Linked DNA regions of Mus musculus: all the other regions are linked to region 3. The links are chromatin contacts, called in public Hi-C maps. All regions are on one chromosome and are shown on one strand. The core of a region is the stretch at or near the end of the contact, and the rest is flanking DNA. Distances in the headings are between cores, read along the strand shown. Region 1 holds the start of Myo10 (myosin X). Region 2 overlaps Marchf11 (membrane associated ring-CH-type finger 11). Region 3 overlaps Retreg1 (reticulophagy regulator 1).

What was found. Hi-C and Micro-C count contacts between places; a contact is called where the count stands out from the background.
Region 1: a Hi-C map of muscle stem cells shows a contact between it and region 3, with 4 times the contacts expected there. The contact joins the promoter of Myo10 here to the enhancer-like site in region 3. A contact is called at or near these places in 1 of 39 promoter capture datasets (pre-B cells), 2 of 484 Hi-C or Micro-C datasets (Sertoli cells and muscle stem cells) and 1 of 9 other capture datasets (adipose tissue).
Region 2: a Hi-C map of the C2C12 cell line shows a contact between it and region 3, with 2.6 times the contacts expected there. The contact joins two enhancer-like sites. A contact is called at or near these places in 3 of 484 Hi-C or Micro-C datasets (the C2C12 cell line and liver) and 1 of 9 other capture datasets (pancreatic islet).

The regions. Positions count from the first base shown.
Region 1 is chr15:25,620,294-25,624,890 of GRCm38.p6, reverse strand. Myo10 (myosin X) reads right to left here and starts at 2,341. Exons shown (of 41, transcript NM_019472.2): 1 at 1,861-2,341. The coding sequence starts at 1,881.
Region 2 is chr15:26,376,481-26,380,999 of GRCm38.p6, reverse strand. The region is part of intron 2 of Marchf11 (membrane associated ring-CH-type finger 11); the gene reads right to left. Among named protein-coding and RNA genes, the nearest start is that of Gm36790, 67 kb to the left of the region's middle. Within about 2 kb of position 1,874, at least 18 of the 459 cell types and tissues checked have an H3K27ac peak or open chromatin away from gene starts, as enhancers often do. A contact at or near this core is called in the C2C12 cell line and liver, where this site is marked.
Region 3 is chr15:25,913,887-25,918,183 of GRCm38.p6, reverse strand. The region is part of intron 3 of Retreg1 (reticulophagy regulator 1); the gene reads right to left. Among named protein-coding and RNA genes, the nearest start is that of Mir7212, 32 kb to the left of the region's middle. Within about 2 kb of position 3,008, at least 128 of the 459 cell types and tissues checked have an H3K27ac peak or open chromatin away from gene starts, as enhancers often do. A contact at or near this core is called in the C2C12 cell line, adipose tissue, liver and 1 more, where this site is marked.

The DNA.
Region 1 (4,597 bases), core at 1,092-3,591, 290 kb after region 3:
CATAAACACTAGAAATCATGATGTTAACATAAACATGCCAGCAAATTAAAAGCAATATATATATATATGTGTGTGTGTGTGTATGTGTATATATGTGTATGTATGTATATGTATATGTATATGTATATGTATATGTATATCCCAGAAATACCAGCCACCGGCATCAAAGGGGAAAGGCTAGGCCTCCAGTAACACATTCTTCAACCTTGGGCTGGTAACTTACTAATCTTTGGGTTAAGATTCTTCACTAGAAAGAGGAAAAATGAAAATAGGCAACCAGTAAAGACAACTTCACTGTTATTCCAATCACGGAGATCTCCTCACAGAGAAACACAGGTGAAAAGGAGTTTTTGGAATTACTGAATAGTCCCATAACTTAGAGGGGTTAGTGCTAGGGTTAAGTTTCCGCCACTAACACTAGGGGGCAGAGTTCTACCCAAGGGGAGACTTTGGTCTTCAGGCTTAGGGAGACTGGTGGCCCTTCAACAACCACACACAAGTTTTCTAAAAGATCACCAAGTCAAGAACTATTTTCCCTAGAGACAAAACCTCATTCTTCTTATAGATAAAAGCAACTAAAAACCCAGCCTAGCGGTAATTTACTGTTGTAGACCAACTCAAAAGTCCTGCTGCCTTCATACAGGTAGGAAACAAACACCCACGAATTTAAAAAGCCATTAAGGAGTCTCTAGTTTCTATATATTTCTGAGGTCTCTATTTTCTATATATTTCCCTTCTTTTAAGTAATGGATGGTTAATGTCTTTCCAGGATGCCTTTCAGGGTGACAGAGACAAACACTTTGGTAAAAGTCAATTCGAACATTATACAATACATCACTGTGGCCATTATAAGTAGCTGTCTGAGAGTACAGTAAGTGAACGTCAGACCTTGAAACACTATAGCCAATTAACTCTGACAAAGCAAGCTAGCCAAAGCACAGGCAAATTCTCACCACTCTGATTTGCTGGAAGATTCCAAGACTGTCCTGGATTCACAAAAACCTCACCCTGACTTTTCAGCAAAAAATCTCATCAGCCTCTCTCAAAGTCAGCTAAGTTTACTCTGAGCCACTTCAAACCTCAAAACTTAAACAGAATTTATTAAATAAACACAACCAAGAAAGGAATCGGGGCCAAGAAACCAGAGCGGCTCTCCATCCCTGGGGGAAAAGGGAACTTTCAAGTCCCGTCTCAAGTAACTGTGGTGTCCCGCCCTCAAAGACCCTAAAGCGGGCATCGGTTTCATCTTCTAAAATAACCATTGTTTGCCCTAAACAAATTTTATTTAAACTCGAATTCAAGATCTGCCAAAAAAAATGGCATTAAAAACAAGATCATTCGGTCTCGTACTCTGGAATTATCTGCAAACCCGACCTGAGCAGTACTAGTAAAGTAAGGACCCCAGACTTGAAAGCCCAATGAGGCAGGGCAAGCAGTGACCGAGGACCCAGCCGGCCGGCTCACACTTCGTTAGCCGGCTCCTCTGGAAGCCACAGGAAGCCCGCACGTTCAGCAAAGGAAGTCCCAGACCTTTCTTGGAGCAAGGCACCTCCCGGCTGCGCCTTTTACCGCGTTTCCTGCACCCGAGCCGTCCGGTCCGCAGCTCTCCCCCACCCGGCGCCCGGGGACTCACCTGGCGCGGAGTGTCAGCTAGCCACCCACGCCCGGGGACATGCGAGCGCAGGACAAACTCAAACCTGCCTAGGCTTACTCATCCGAGACTCGGGGCCGGCGGAGGGAGTGGGGTTTCAGGAGATTCCCACAAAGTTTCCCCTCCTGGGGACGCGCAGGCGCTGGGGCGCGCTCGGTGTGCCGGTCCGGGTCCCGGTCTCAGCCAGGTCCTCCCCGCCACTCACTCACCTCGGGAAAGAAGCTGTCCATTGTTCCGGCGCCCGCACCTTCCCGGCACGGCTCCAGTCGCGGAAGTCAGCGCAGCGGCAGGTCCCGGGAAGCCACGCGTGTCACGGTGCGCCTCGGGGCGACTCCAGCCCGCGGAGCCGCCGCTCTGCCATCCCCCGGTCGCTGCTGCTCCTCCGCACCTTTTGTCCGCGTCTCGGACCTCCTCTGTCCCAACCACAGCCTTTGTCTCTCCTTCCTCCAAGTTCCTCACTTCTGGGCGAAGTGCTCCCGGGAGGAGAACAGCTGGTGGCACATTCTTCCCGAGCTGGGGGAGGGCCGGCAAGGGGCTGGCGACGCGCCTGCCTCCCTTGGAGCTCCGCCGGGGGCGCTCGGTCCCAGCGGGGGTGGGGTGGACGACTTCGGATCACCAGCAAACCAACAACGGTGAGCTCTCCCGCCCCAGGCGCGGCCGGCTCTCACCAGCTCTCCGGTCTCGCTTACCCTTGTGCTCGGTCCGCCCCGCCCTCAATCCCAGCCCCCAATATATAACCACGCCTCCACGAGTAAAGCCACGCCTCCTACGGACCTGGCCCCGCCCCCAGAAACTCCTCCAACCTGCGGAGACTGAGCGTCTGCTCTCAAATATACCCAAACCCCGCCTACTCGACTCCTGGTCACGCCCATTATAGCCCCGCCCACAGCCTGCTCGGGCTTCCTACATGCCGCGCCCTCTCCCAGCTACCACCCAAACCACGCCCACCGGATGCGCGGCCCCGCCCCTCGGAGCCCTGCCCTGTGCTTTCCCTGAGAGCGGCGGGTGCGCGGAGTCCCAGCTACCGCCTAGATCCACTCTGAATCCATAGAGCAGTGTGCTTCTCCTGGGTCTTCTTGCCACCGGCCTAGGCGCTATTAGATGACTTGACTCTTCCCTCTGATCGTAGATACTAGAAAGTTACCCGGGACTGAAGAGGAGGGGCCCCACGGCGGTGAATGTTAGACACCCCAAGAACCTGCTCCACGTGGATCTCATCATTGCGACTCTATCGTGCGATCCCAGGACAGGAAGCGGAAAACAGGAATCTGAACTTTTGAAAGCTGCTTTTCCTTGTTGAGTTTCTCTGCTCCAAGTGGGTTTTTTGATAGCCACAGGGAAATGTTTTGTATACTGGAAGGGGACGTGTCCTATAGCACTTGTAACTGTAACCTCTTTTTCTGGACGTAAAGGAAGTAGAGCAGATGCGAGAGAGATGGGTAATTGCTCTCGGTTCACCAGGAGTCAGTCCTGATTCTCACCGAGACAACTCCAGCTTTATTGTGGCCAGGAATCTGGGGATCCTGTAACACGGACTGGGATTCCTAAGTCTGCTTTCCTAACAGGAGTCCAGAGGGCCCTCCAAAGCTGGTGCTTGGCCCACTGCAGAAAGAACTCCCAACAGCTCAGAAGGAGTTTCCTTCTGTAGCAGTTTAGCAAGATCAGGTCACCCAAGTACTGGATCTATGAACCCTTTGAACCAACCGGCTGGGTGTTGTCAGACTCACTCCGGAACCACACAGCTGGTCCAGCAGCAGGTTGTTAACTGGCAAGCTGGGAACAACAATGAACTGACTTGAGAAGTTCTACTTAAAGGATTTGTTAACTGCCAGCCGCTTGAGAAAGATACTTTCCAGGGCAGTCTTTCTGGAAACAGACACAGCCTTCACTATCCCAAGCTGCACCCTGCCTGGTTAGGTACCCGCTTCTTAGGTTTTTTTTTTTTTTTTTTTTTTTTTCCAGATGTTGGAAGATCAATCACATATTTGGCTTTTTCTTGATGTCCTATCCACCTGCAGTTGGGAGAGTCGAAGCTTGTGCTCAGACTGAATGAAATGGCTGAACATGTGAACCATCTTGTCATCTTTATTTGGGAATTTAAGCATTATTGAACTCCAAAGCATTACATTAGTGTTGGTGACCTTACTCCCATCTCCCCACTTTGAGGGAAGATTCAAGGTATAAACCAGTTAATGATACATGTGCTATGCCACGTGGCTGGTTTTTTCCACGGGTTTACACGAGGCTGAAGGAAGGTTAAGATGGAGCCAGAACAGATATCAAAAATGCTCAACACAACCAAAGTGCTTAGTCAAATGAGCTTTGCCACCAGCTGTGTTCAGGTAGGGCAGCTGAACAATTATGCCATTATCCCATTAATCTACACACATCTCTGCAAGAAAAATGATTTAAAGAGCTGGTTAGAGTATGTGGGTGTGAATTGGTTCCCAGCATCGGTCCTGTTCCAGACTCGTTGGGCAACCTTGGCCCCTGGCCTCTCAGAAGTCAACATCCGAGCCAATCCTAGCTCATCAGCTAAAACAGATGTGCTACGTTAACACAACACTTGGTAATAGAGAAGCCTGGAACTACCTAACTGTGTGGCCACTCTGGGCTTTCCCTTCTTTTTCTGCAGATTTAAAACTTTAAAAAAGAAACAAAACAAAACCTAAAGTCTGTTCATTTTTCCTTAGAGACAGGATCTGGAGTATCCCAGGATATTCTAGAATTCTCTGTGTAGCTTAAGGTGACTCTGAGCTTCTGATGTTCCCTGCCTCTAGGGCACTTTGGCATCCCCGAGAATAGAACCCAGAGCTTTGTGTATTCTAGGCAAGCACTTTACCAACTGAGCTAGCCCCAGCTGGTTGTTGAGCCTAAGTAGCTCAGGTCTGTCTCATACCTGAGGTCCTTCTGTCTCAGCTTTCTGAGCACTGGCATAGGCCTGAG
Region 2 (4,519 bases), core at 625-3,124, 460 kb before region 3:
CAGGATTATACCCTTGAATTTTGAACTAAAATAAACCTTTTTTTATCTCTTAAGTGGCTTTTGTCAGAGTATTTTATCAAAAAACAACAACAACAACAACAACAGAAAAAAAATGTAGCCAGGACAGTAAGCTATGCAGTCTCCCCAAGTTATTGCATTTAGGACTAGAAACGAGGTATAAGCTGAAGTGGTCAGATTCCTGTGATCATACTGTTAACTTACTAGATATCATAACTCTAGTGAACTTTAATGACAATTTCATATATCTGCTTCCATGCAATGCTATGACATGTTTCTGGTGATGCTCCAGCCCTGTGTCTTGTGGTCTGTTAAAAGAGGATTCTAGCTGGACTTGTGGCCGAGCACTATCCACTGTTCTGTGTAATCCTAGGTCCACAGTTCCTAAGGGAAGAAGGGCTGAGCCTGTAAATACCATCAAAGAGGGCTTTTCAGATCAGCATGAATCCTCAGGACGTGGCACACGTTGCTACAAAACTTAAGAGAAAGGGATCAAGGGAGATCAAGAGATCACTAGGAAGAGAATAAAGGGATGAGGGGAAGAAGGGAGGGAGAGACCTCTCTTGGTTCATTTTATTTCACTCTTTCAGATATCATTTATTACTTTGGGAACTGAGCATGTCCCTTCTCCCTCTCTTACTAGCACTACTCTCATCCCTTCCAACTGGGCTCTAAAGCCACCTCGGTTACCCAAACCATCCTGTTTTCCCTTCTTGTTTTCCCTCTTCTAAGAACAGCTCTTCTTTCCTGGCCCTCAGAGCCACTGTTTATACATCTGCTTAGTCCCCACTACTTGGATCACAGACAGTCCTGCGGTCTCTACATTTTGCACAGACCACAGGTTTTACAATGCTTGAAGCTGAAACTTACCCTCCTTATACTCACCACACTGCTCACCCCACCCATCAGTGTCTGGAAATTTGGGATACTGAAAGTGGCTTCTGCCATCCATGTGACTGCTAAGTAGCCATTCTTTTCACATCCATCATCATAAAGTTTGGCTCTGTCCAAACCACCAGTTGAGATCTGTCCTCCACACCTAAGTTAATTCTGAACCTCCTTCCCTGCTTCCTGTGCCTGCTCTCATCCTTACTCTATGTGCGTAAGCAGCCACATCCTGAGTATAATGTTCTTCCCGGAGGAGCAACACAGACACAGTGACATCGGCCATAAAGAGAAGGAAAACTAGTAGCAGCGAGAGCCACCCAGCAAACACCAGCTAAGACTGGCATGAGCTTGCTCAGGGGCATCCATCCATAGGTGCTTCTTGAGCCTGGAAATTACAGCGTCTAAGACACAGCCACAAAGGAAGATAATCTTAAGGACTTGACTCTTTAATTTGAACTAGATTAGAAAAACAAATCAACTCACATTGTAAAGTACATCTTCTCTGAACATGAATTCTTTTAGAAGTGCTTTTGTCTGTTCCAAAAAATATAGACAATACATATGGGCATAATTAGGAACACTGTGTGAGGGTCCATGCCATCCCCTCTTCTCAGAAAATAATATTAACTTCTCTGAAACTATAATGATAGCAACCTCACCAAAAGATTGTGCCTGATTAGCTTGGGTTTATTGCTGCCTATAGATAAGACAAGATACAGAGGCAAGTCTAGGAATTTTCTATAAAACCTGTCAGGAGACCAAGCCAAAACAAGATCTCAAGTTTCTGGGTAAATGACTTCCAACCAGTAAGACATAGTTGCATATCCAGGAAACCACCTAAGAGATGTGCTCCCCATCCCGCTATCTGAAAGAGTTAGAACATTTTCTAAGAGCCCAGTTTGCTCCTAGAAAATAACATGTGCTAAGAGGACGCCAGCCTGAACTTGGGCACAGTTTTGTTTGGTGAGCATTAAATCATTGAGCTCAAAGTACTGTGTTGTATTTGCTTTTACAAGGAAGGCCAGATATGAATCATAAGCTAATGGGTCTGTAGTAAGATGATAGGTGGGATTACTCACCAGGGCTACCCAAGAGAACATCTGCTCCTAAGGAGTGTCCTCATCAGAAAGAAATGAATTTAAATGCAATCTATGTTCGGTCATCTTTAAATCGTATTTAGATTGTAGCCCTAGAGTTAGGATTGAAAACATGGAAAGAAAACTTGCCATTGTGGAATCAGAATGACAAGAAGATAAAACATTCCCTTGGTTACAAGCCTGGTCTTAATAGAGTAGCTTGTAGGCTGCCAGATAAAAGTGCTTTCATAGTTTGGACTGCAGCTGCTTTGCGAGAAAATCATCTTCATAAACTTTTCAGAGCTGAGATAAAATCAGACAAAAGAAAGCAGAAACCTAAGCAACCTCTAGAAACCATCAGAAAACAGGACCATGTGTTTAGAAAAGTTAACAGCAACTTAGAGAAATGAAAGAGGGTTTGTAATCACTGATGCTATGCCAATCAACTCAATACTATAGAGGAAATAGATAGGTAGCATACAAAAAAAATCACCTCTCAAAACTGACTCATGAAGAAATGGAATGCATAAATAGCTCTTTAGGTATTTCTGTAGTCCAGGCTACCCTTGAACCTGCTGTGCCTCTCAGGCTGGCTTCCCCCTCCAGATCATCCTGCCTTTGTCTCTTGGGCACTAGTGTCCACACATCCAGCTATGAACCAAAAGTGTTTAAACGTGACTTACATGAATACATTACAAAGAAATAATTACAAAGAAATTAAAGACTCAAGTAAATTAAAACTTATAAATTAGGAAGTAGTGTTGTTTAGTAAGTCATTCTCTCCGAATTTAAATTCTAGATAAAAATAGCATCAAAATATCACTAGCAAAACTGTTTTCTTGCTATTGTTCATAAATTTACAGATCACTCATTTAAAATGATCTTCTGTTACGTGGTGCTAATCATTCCAATTTGTATTCTCTTGAATGGCCAAAGAAAAGCCAACCTCTATATCCCTTATTGGGGTGAAATTTCTACAAGAATTGGGGAGTTAGAAAATCTCTGAGCCCACTTTCTTATATGAGAACAGTCTTCATTGTCGTCTCCTGGCTATAGGAAAAGCCCATATTTGACTGACACTATCCTGACCATAAACTGTCACTTTAGTTGAGTAAATTACCTAGACCTAAGTCCTATGAGCAAAAGAAACCAACCAACCAAAACCTAAATGAGGGAATGGGTAACTTCAAGTGTTCTGGTGCTTGTGAGGGCTCCATATTATCGAATAAAATTCAGAAAGCCAATGAAACAGTTTCTTCTAAATACCAGGACAGGTTAGGAATCTGGTTCAAGGCCATATGAAGTTGCAGATGGAACACACAATATAGGTCAGGGCAAAAGAGATGTCAACCTGGAAAGTTCTAAATTAAACTCTAGATGAAAGGAATCAATATGAGGTAAAGGTTTGGTTATGAAACAAGTCAAGGCAAACAGAGGACTGGGACTTAGAGCAGAGGTGAATGCTAACCAGGGAAGCATCTGTTACTGGCCAGAGCCCAGGATACCAGGTGCAGGAGTCAAATGAGCCTTTCAAAGTAGTGTCTACCCAGAGTTTTCCCCCGGGACAGGAACTGTACTTTCCTTTACAGGCTGATTATTTGAGAACAGGCAAAGGGTCCTAAGGTCATAGACTCGAGAGCTTGCTTGAGAAAAAGCTTATGTGTTCCTCTATCATTTTCCTCCTAATTCCGCAAGAGCTAGCCACATCTCACTTCTTTCACTTGATTGTCCTGGTCTTTTATAGACTTTCATACACTCAACAAGGTGCTATGTATTGAGAAACAAATACATGTATCTCACATATTCAGTTCTTGAAGCTTCATGCTACCTTCTCCCTCACCTCTTAATTTTTTTTATAACAAAAGTAGGTCCTATTCATTATTTGAAATCAGATAAATGCTCCTTGTGTGACAACTGCCTAATGTCATTAGGCTTGGTGACTTAATTTTGTCACACATGATTTACATATGTATGGCAGTGCATAATACATGATGATCCAGTTACTACTCTAAATACTGAGTGGATCATGTTTACATACTGGGAACCTGGGAGCCCTACGTGTGAGACTATAGATGTGTTGAACTGCTCTCTCCACAGACATATACGAACTGTCTTTGCTAAAGGAGAGAATGAAAATTTTCAGTGTTTTCAAATTTGCCTTTGCATAGAATTTCCATTGCTGACAGCTACATTACCATCTCGGCTCATGCAGAGCGTGCATTGAGTATTCTAATAGTGGGCAGAACAGTGACCTTCATAACACAGGATGATAGCAAAAGGCAGAAAACCTCTTCTGTGGGTTTTTATGTTTTGGCCGTTATATATAGGAAGGCACCACATGTGTGGTACAACAAAGATGTGAGTGGTCCTACCATCAAGTACTTCATCTCATAAGGATCTCAATGGTATTCTCTGTAAAAGGCACTTGAAACTAGCTATTGGTGTAGTTTGGATATGGTTTTCATGTGCTAGAAATTTGGTCCTCAGTGTGGAAATGCTGGGAGGTAGCATGTCTTTAAGAGGACAACTGCACTGGG
Region 3 (4,297 bases), core at 1,759-4,258:
TAACTATTGTGCAAAACTGTATCCAATGAAACACCACGGATCACGCAGAGGTGCAAGGTGTAGATAATGCCAAAGTAAACGGATGCTTTAGAGTAGAAGATGTGTGTCAGGAACTAATGGGGTTCAAAATTCATCCCCTGCCTTTGTCTTACGGTAGCATCCTTGAGGAAGATGACAATGCTTTCTAGCATGGCTTGGTTTTCACCAGCTATTGAGACACATGGAGCACAGAGACTGAAGATAAGAGGACAAGTTTAGAGTCAGCCTGGTCTACATCGTAAGTTATAGCCAGCCAGAGATGCATGTGTGGGGTTTGTCCAAAAAGGGCAAAAAGAATGAAAGAAGGGCAAAAGAATGAAAGACAGAAACAAACCAACCAAGGGTCTCCTTGAGGGTTTTCAGAGATGACCTTTGAGTGAGAAACTACCTAGAGGCCAAGGCAGCACAGCTGGACCCTCGGTTGACTTCCTATCCTAACAGTCCTGAGATGCTGAGTCCTGGTACAGGGCTGTGCAGACTGGAGAATCCATGAACACTGGGTCCTGGCATCTGATGAAGGCCCTGTGTTGTATCGTGATGTGGCACCAAGCTGCCCTGTGCCAGACTGGGTCTCCCCTCTGCTCAGCACACTAGGGATATTATGCAGGTCTCACATAATTTCATCTAATCACAGTCACTCCCTAGAAGTCCCACCTCTAAATGCCATTAACGTGTGAACTCGGACATTAAATTTTTAACACACGAAACCTTCTTTTTTTTTTAATATATATTTTTATTACGTATTTTCCTCAATTACATTTCCAATGCTATCCCAAAAGTCCCCCATGCCCTCCCCCCCACTCCCCTACCCACCCATTCCCACTTTTTGGCCCTGGCGTTCCCCTGTACTGGGGCCACACGAAACCTTCTGGGGAACGTTTTTAACCATAGCCCTTACTACTGGGCAAGAGGGTTAGGCAAAACAGTCCAATACCAGGGCTGGGAAGGTGCCTCAGTGGGTAAAGAGGACTTTCACCAAACCTCATGACCTGAGTTCAATCCCCAGGACCCACAGGCCGGAAGAACAACAGCAATTTCTTCACACTGTCCTCTGATGTCCACATGTGCGCCACAGCACACAATAAATAGATAAAAATATCTACATTGTTTTGAAAGGTCTAATGTCAATTGATTTCCCTTGACCAGCTCCAAGTCATCCTCACTCATCTGTCCCTGCCCCCCCCCCCGCCCCCATCGCTGGCAGAAGAACCCATCTAACTTAGCTGGATGAGTCTAACAGCTCTTCTCAGAGAGAGGCTCTACCACACATGTTAGAGACTTCTGAGCCCTTTAATCTCACTATAATGTCTGAAATTAAATGCCATTTCCTATACCCTAAAGGAATGGGATCTCAAGATTTTTTTTGTTTGTTTGTTTTCCAAGACAGGGTTTCTCTGTGTAGCCCTGGCTGTCCTGCAACTCACTCTGTAGACCAGGCTGGCCTAGAACTCAGAAATCCGCCCTCCTCTGCCTCCCGAGTGCTGGGATTAAAGGCTTGTGTCACCACTGCCCAGCGCTATTTCAAGATCTTATTCCTTGCTAAAGGGCAAGTCCTTTGAGAGAGAGGGAGAGGGAGAGGGGAAGGGAGAGGGAGAGAGGGAGAGAGGGAGAAGGAGAGGGAGACAGAGAGAGAGAGAGCACTCTCACTTAAAAAAAATGCATGTGGGCCTTGGGTACCATGTGTCAGTGAGTCATCTCCACCTCTCCACATGATGTGACTGCTGTGTTTTTGACAGTGCTCAGGGCAAACACCAGGGAGAGGAAACACATTTAGAGCAGGAACTCTCTGCCTTTGGCTATAGTCACAGAACCACTGCGTTTTAGCAGGGGTAGGAACTGAGATCAGCACAGCCCTGTCCCTCCATTTTACCACAGCCACAGGAGAGAAAGAAATGATGGATCTCACAGGACCCCAAATCCGAAGAGATTTCCAGAGCCATGGTGCAACCCTGAGTGGTGGAGAACGCTAGGAAACTTAATCCTGCCACACATACCCAACTCCACTAAAGTGGAAAGCAGATGGCGCCTGGCTCCCACTGTGAGGACCCAGATGCCAACCTCACAGACAGATGAAGAGATGGGACTTGGACCACAGGAGTCTGTGATGTGAGGGATCTGGGCAGCTGCAGGATTAGTGCTTGATTCTGCTCCTGTGGTGTCTGGGGCTTGGCATAAAGGCAGCTTCGGATCAGTGGCTCTTCTCAAATCAAATGACAGTAACGACAGAGACCAAGAGCAGAGATCAGAGGAGCCCAATGTGCACGGCACAACAGTGCTGTTAAACGTTACATCTCTGTGAGCTGCATCCTGGCTGAAGCTCTGCGAGGCTGCTGCTCCCACTGTCCTCATTTTAAAGGCAGTACTGCAAAATCCAGAGGATCTCCAGGGCCTTAACTAATACAGCCCTTCCTCCTGGCATAGCACAGACCTGCTGAGCCTCTGAGCCCCGACAGGGATCACAGACCCAGTCTGTGGACGGAGAGGAAAGACAAGCACGTTGCTTGTTAAAGTAACACTGAGGAGCTCCGGAAAGAACCTGATGTGGTCTCACTCTACTTTCTAAGATTTTTCAGAGGTGACTCGAGTCACCTTTTCAGATATAAGGTCACACACCCTTAAAAGGAGCCCCACCTGCAAAAGCCTTAGCAACCCTGTTTACCCACAAAGAACAGGGTTTCATTTTTTAAATGGCCTATCGACATCCACAGTTAGAGCCCAGAGAAAGGAACAAGGCTTGGCTTTGTGGACCATTAAAATGAGACTAGAGGAAATAAGTTATTTTATCTCTGGACTCACGTGCTATACCGCAAGCCAACTGGGAGAGTCCCTGGAATTTGGTGACTAATCAGATGCTGGCCTGGGAAACACACCCCTGAATGTCATCAGACTTCAAGCATTTGCCCCAGGAATCCAGAAATAAGCTGTCATCAAAGGGACGTGTGCCCTCTGGAAACAACATCCAGGGCACATTTCGTAATCTGCAGCTGGGACTCAGAGAGCCAGGAGACAAGGAAAGGTCAAGACCGGGCCTGGCCCTTACTGCCTGCTCGTCTTGTCTGGAGCCCCTGTGTTCCTTCTGGAGCAGGAGCTCACGAGCGGTTGGCAGGTGTAACCATCGAGTCCCGCACTTGCCTCAAATGTGTTTGGAGTATCTGTCAGACCTTCACAATCATTTTATTCAGCAGCTAGTTAATGTCAGGTAATTACAGGTCCTCGGCTCTCTACTTATCAAATATGACTGAAGTGAGTGGCATGTTTTTAAAATAACCTTTATTTTTAAAAGCAGCGTAGCCTTGCATAAGGAAAGTGGGGATGGCATTTGGGATGAACAGAGATGTGCTCATCTTGAAGACAGCACATGGCCAAACACTTTTCCATGTAAAGTTTGTGTGTTTATATTCCTCTGTTTTCTGGGTTAAGAAAAGAATGTGTCTGACATTATATATACATACACACACACACACACATATACATATATACACACATATATATAATCAGTTCTTCTAAAAAATGTTTATTTATGTCTGTAATAGGTGTGGGGGGGCACCACATATACAGACATCAGAGATTAACTTTGAGGAGTCTCCTCTCCTTCTACCCTGAGGATTCCAGGGTTCAAATTCAGGTCCTCACACTTGGTGGCCCTTATATTTGGTGGCATGTGTCCTTTCCTGCTGAGCCACTTTGCTGGCAAAATCAGTTCTTCAGAATCCTTGTTCTAAGCTTGTTATTTTGTGTTTTGTTTACAATGCAAAGGATCAAACCCAGAAGCAAGCAAGGGCCAGATTTCTGGGCCAGCACTCCCACGCTTTTGCAACTGTTTCAATTTGGCTCTAGGGACTCCAAAGGGAATTTCTCAAATCAAGCACCTACCAACTACAAAATACCAACATAACAAGCCTGTCTGTGGGGTTTTCTTTCTGATGATGACCTTGGAGCAGTTGCTGTAAACTCGTGCGGCTTCTCAAGTACCAACCGAGCTCATGAGTTTGGCCTTGTCAACACATGCGTTGGTGATGCTTGGAAAGGTACAGACAGAGGCGGACCATACCTGCAGTGGCAGAGCTGCAGAGGCTTTCTGCCATCTCGGAAGGAAACCGTGCACAAACACTACTGTCACCCAGGAGTGATGTCACAGATCCCATCCTAGCACAAATTCGGGGAAGAAAGTCCCTGAAAGGCTGAACTTCTCACGCCCTTTGATTCTGTCCCTTCCCAAACTTCATTCACAGCCCAGTGAATCATTTACTAGGATAAC